Linked DNA regions of Xenopus laevis: region 1 is linked to region 2. The links are chromatin contacts, called in public Hi-C maps. All regions are on one chromosome and are shown on one strand. Each heading gives the region's core, a stretch centred on a gene start, on an enhancer-like site or on the middle of the called end of the contact. The rest is flanking DNA. Distances are from core to core; before and after follow the strand shown. Region 1 holds the start of LOC108698616. Region 2 has its middle 10 kb from the start of sertad3.L.

Evidence for each region. Hi-C and Micro-C count contacts between places; a contact is called where the count stands out from the background.
Region 1: a Hi-C map of animal cap shows a contact between it and region 2, with 4 times the contacts expected there. The contact joins the promoter of LOC108698616 here to the enhancer-like site in region 2. A contact is called at or near these places in 3 of 4 Hi-C or Micro-C datasets (the XL177 cell line, the XTC cell line and animal cap).

Annotation. Positions count from the first base shown.
Region 1 is chr8L:69,826,151-69,828,850 of Xenopus_laevis_v10.1, reverse strand. LOC108698616 reads left to right here and starts at 1,357. Exons shown (of 7, transcript XM_018230234.2): 1 at 1,357-1,458.
Region 2 is chr8L:69,769,366-69,772,065 of Xenopus_laevis_v10.1, reverse strand. No RefSeq gene overlaps it. Among protein-coding and RNA genes, the nearest start is that of sertad3.L, 10 kb to the left of the region's middle. Within about 2 kb of position 1,360, at least 2 of the 7 cell types and tissues checked have an H3K27ac peak or open chromatin away from gene starts, as enhancers often do. A contact at or near this core is called in animal cap, where this site is marked.

The DNA.
Region 1 (2,700 bases), core at 108-2,607, 57 kb before region 2:
TGAACAATGCTTATTATATTATTAAGCCACTTATACACTTAATAGGACTGCACTGGGCAAATCCATAATGGAAAATGACCTTGGATTCATTGTAGATAATAAGGACTTCACTAGGCAAATCCATAATGGAAAATGACCTTGGAGTCCTTGTAGAAAATAAACATGGCTGTAGCAAGCAATGCCAGTCAGCAGCTGCAAGGGCAAAGAAGGTCTTGAGCTGTATTAAAAGGGGGATGAAGTCACAGGAGGAGGTGGTTTTTCTTCCACTGTACAGAGAGCTGGTAAGGACCCAACTAGAATCCAGTGCTCAAACAGGACATTATTGAATTAGAGAGGGTGCAGAAAAGGGCAACTAAGCTTTGTAAAAGGTATGGAAAATCTTAGCTATGAGAAAAGACTGGCCAAGTTGGTGTTGTTCACACTGGAGAAGAGGCACTTAAGGGGATATGATAACCATGTATAAATATATAAGGGGATCATACAATAATCTCTCTAATGCTTTATTTACCATTATGTCTTTGCAGCTGACATAAGGTCACCCATTGCTATTAGAAGAAAGGAGATTCTGTCGAAATTTTCAGAAGGGATTTTTTTTACAGTGAGAGCTGTGAAGATGTAGCATTCCCTCCCTGAGTCGGTTGTGCTGGCTGTTACATTAGGTAGCTTTAAGAAGGGGTTGGATGGCTTTTTAGCAAGTTAGGGAATACAGGGTTATGAAAGATAGCTTATAGTACAAGTTGATCAAGGAACTAGTCCAATTGACAGTTATGAAGTCCTTTTACAGCATTGTTCATTATTCAATCCGTGCATTAGTGAAGCTTACAATCTAAGTTTCCCTTACATATTCATACAGACTAGAGTTAATTTAATCAAAAGTCAGTTAAGCTATGTTTTTGAAGTGTGAGAAGGGACCAGAGAAGCCAGAGGAACACCTTTTTTGCAGACTACTGTGCACTACTTGTAAGAGTGAAAAAAGGGTTAAAATGTTGCTGTGCTGTAATGTACAATGTTCACCAGGAGATGGTAGTAGAAATTAAAACTAAAAGGTGTGATTACTGGTAGTGGCCATTAGATGGAACACACAAGCAGGAAAATCACCATAGAAAGTTCTGGCATAGGAAGGGGTTCCTGTAAGAAGTAAGCAAAGAGCTGGCAAGACACCTCAGAGGAAGCAAGGAAGGAGCCTCACGTATCACATTCAGAACAGACAGAACTCAGACCAGAACATACATTTTTGTTATAGCAGCAAGAAACAATTACATTAATGAGCATGGGAAGCTGAGAGGGGATAGTAAGAAAAGTGCAGCACCAGTTAAAACATTAGAGTCAGTAGTACAGGGAAGAAAATGGACCATAATGGTCTTAAAGCAAGAAGCCTAACTGAGGAGAATGCTCCAGTTCCCACAGAAGTAGTACCTGACAAAGAAATGTACCTGAGGGGTCTGCCCTGGATAGCGGGTATGTATGAGGGTCCTCCTGTGAGAAGGTATTGGAGGCTAAAAATTTCGTTTTATCCCTAGACCCTTCAGATGACCCTTCAGATGGGGTCTGCTGCCTCAGAGTCAAATTTTCTGATGTAGAACATGCAGTTGCTTATGTGCTACAGCTCTGCATATGCATACACAGGCACAACTCTTGCTCACTGCTCTAGTACCATGGATACTGAGCACAACTACAAATGATTAAATGAGTCTGTGTGTGGTTACTGAGTGGTCTCACACGACATTCTTGTTCCATTGCCAGATGTAACAACTCAAATCAGGGGTGCCCAAAAGGTAGAGCGGGATCTACAAGTAGACCTTTTGCTGATGATGATTAGATCTCAAGACACTGTCAACAAACAGCTTGTCTATATCACACTCCTGTTTCATGCTTTTCATTCAGATACTGTATTTACTATGTTAAGGTTACAAAGGAAAAAGGTGTTTGTTAAATATAGCAATAAACATTTTCCCATAAATCACTATTTAAGTAATATTTTCCATTGAACAGAATGCTAACAATGCTTTTATGGATGTAGATCATAATGGAACAACATCACTAATAGTAGATCTCACATTAGTAAAGTATGGGCACTTCTGCCTCAAATGATTGCTCCAGGGCCATCCCAATGAACGACTGACTTCTTTGAATGACATCATCATATTCATATAGTGTAGCCAATAGAAGCGCACTACCCTTATAACTTAGCCAGTAGTGTTTACAAGGAAAATATATTTTGCATTACAGTAATGCAGATATTCTAGAGAGGACATTAACGTGTAAGCTGAAACCATTGAGAAGTGATATATGCAGCAATACACTGATCATAAAAGTTCAATTGTTATCAAATGGATGAAGCATAGATATTGTCATGTGGATAGGCCAAGACTTAATAAGTGATGGGCTAATTTCATAAATTTCCCGCAAAATTCGTGAAACTGCCGAAAAATTTGCAAAATGGTGATTTTGACGCCTGCGTCAATTCACCGTCTTCAAAATCCGTGCCATCGCCGGAACCTTTGCTGGCATCGGAAAAACTTGGACGATGGCGGCAAAAATCTTTCATCGCTGGCGAATTTTTGCGGCAAATTCAAGATTTTATTAGATGGCGGCGAAACGGGCTGATTTGCCACGAATTTCGCGCCTGGCGAATAAATTCGGCCATCACTAGTCTTATTCCTAGACCTGGGCTAAACCCTACTGAAATTTTAGCAAGAC
Region 2 (2,700 bases), core at 111-2,610:
AGTAGGGAGCCCTGCATCAAATTTTGCACTGAGACTCAGGAGCTTCTGACTACAACCATATCCCATTAAAATGTTAGAGGGGACCTGTCACCCTAGGAAATAATTCCAAATTATTTTTTATAATCTTAGTTGAGCAAAATAAAACTTTCTTACACTACATTTATTATTTAAATTTTGTTTCCTTCAGTCTTGGATTTACACAATCACAGCACACAGGCAAGAGCCATTTTGTGGACACTATTATTAAGACAAGTTGTGTATCGCCCAAAAATCTTGTGTATGCACCAGAATGGGGGAACCTGATGCCCATACACATTGCCCAACACAATTATAGAGTGTGAGGAGGGAAGGGGGAATGTGGGGAGGGCAGTGACATCTAGGAAGTGCTGAATGGAAAGTGAAAGTAATTTACTGCCCCACCTTTATGACTCAGGCATAGAGGCGGGGCAGGTAATATTTGATTGACAGGTCGCATATTTAAACTCCTTTATAACAGGTATGGATGCTTTAATGAAAAACACATTATGGGTTCCATGTCTAATTTGCAAACAACTTTTGTTATACAGTTTTTTATGTGTAGGTGACAACTGAAAAAACTGTTGGAAGGTGAAAAATCCCTTGTAGACTGTTGTTATCAGCAAGGTTGCTCAGTAGTAGATTACTCAACACTTTTTAATGTCCCAGACAGAAATGGTAATATACATACAGCATGATGTGGAATTCTCTTCCTGAATCCGTCGTACTGGCAAATACATTATATAGTTGTAAGAAGGCGTTGGATGTATTTTAGCAAGTGAGGGAATACAGAGTTATCTTTCATAACTCTGTATTCCCTCACTTGCTAAAATAGTACAAGTTGATCCAGGGACTTGTCGATTTCCATCTTGGAGTCAGGAAGGAACTTTTCCCCCTCTGAGGCAAATTGGAGAGGCTTCAAATGGGGGGTTTTGCCTTCCTCCGGGTCAACTAGCAGTTAGGCAGGTTATATACAGACTTAAAGTTTGAACTTGATGGACTTATGTCTTGTTTCAACCTAACTTACTATGTTACCTCTTGTATTGGTTATCTGTTGTTTTTTGTATACTCGTTATTGTACAGCACTACAGAAATTGTTGGTACATTATAAATATCAATAGTGACACCTGTTTAAGTCTCTGGCTACAAATAATTGCTTCTAGAGGTGAATGTCTTTTGAAACATCTTCTTGTACAGTGATCCAGTGGAGGAGAATTGTGTGTAATCTGATATTTTGCTCTAGAAACTGCCACAGGGTTAACTAAACACCTTGCATACCCTAAGCAGCCTAACAATAAAAACTGGAAAATCCAGTTCTACCTCTTCAGCCTCCTAATACGACTGGTATCCCAAACCTTCTGTTCCAAGACCTCTTGCTAATTAAGCATGACACAAGCAGATAGGTTGTGTGTGTGTGTGTGTGTGTGGGGGGGTGCTTATACATTATGTGCGGCCATCTTTAATGTATATCTTCAAGGATAAAGCTGGCCACAGATGCAAAGATCCGATCGTACGAATCAATGTACGATTGGACTTTCCTACTAACCATTCAGATCAAAGTCTTACCATTCCGACCAAATAAAGTAGTTAAAGAACAGATCAGCCGATGTTCTGCCCCTGACAGCAATCGTACGATAGACAAAGCAAGTGACAGTCTCCCACTGAAAACGTGCAATCGGCAATACACACAGAGATTTTACCCGCAACCGTTTATAAGGATATAATTTACAGGATATTCATGGCATTTATGTATTATAAGGATATAATTTACAAGATATTCATGGCTTTTGTGTATTATAATGTATTTATTGCACATATACTGTAATATACCTCTCATATTAACATATTTAACATATTTAATCTCCTTGAAGGGGGATGGCTTTATGTCACACGCAGTGGCGAAAACCCCCAAAATGCTTAATTCCGTCAATGCATTCGGCCAGGAAGTTGAGTAACATCCGGCTGTTCCTGTGCATATGGGTCAGATTTTGGTCAGAAAACAATCTAGTGTGACGTTAGTCTAAATGTCTGTACTTCTTTAAGTAATATAGGCACATGGCACAATTCTGAAAATTTTGGTAACAGGGATTGCTCCTCATTACTTTCAATAGCACCTGAATGGACCCCTTGGTGCACTTGCAGGTCTAGAGATCAAAAACCGGGGCCCATTTCTGATCACAATTGACAAAAAGTCAGGAAACACAGCTTGTAAAATTACTCTAAGAAAGGCTGACTGGAATGCTAAAATAATTGTTTTTAATAATGTCAGGAGCCATGCCACTTCACTTAAAGAAGAACTAAAGCTCAAAGCTCTTCTTTTCTGCTGATTTACTGCACATGATCTGTGCTGCTGTCACTTACTGAGCTTAGAGACTGACACACAAATATATATATATAAATTCCATTTTAGCTAATAGAGCAATTGGTGCCAAACTAATTGCCAACCCCCTAGTCAATTTGGGTTTCATCGTCTTTTTAGGTGGCAGAAGATATATATCTCCCAATTCAAATCAAACTTTCCCCATATATTCTTGGGGTTTCATTAAATAAACTGTGAAATAGGTGTTTCTCATGGTCATATGGCCTTAAATACCAAAAACCCTCACTGAATTATCTTATTGTGGGGATATCAGCATTAAGAATACCAACAGCAACACAGCACACACTCCTCATTCAGGCCAATAC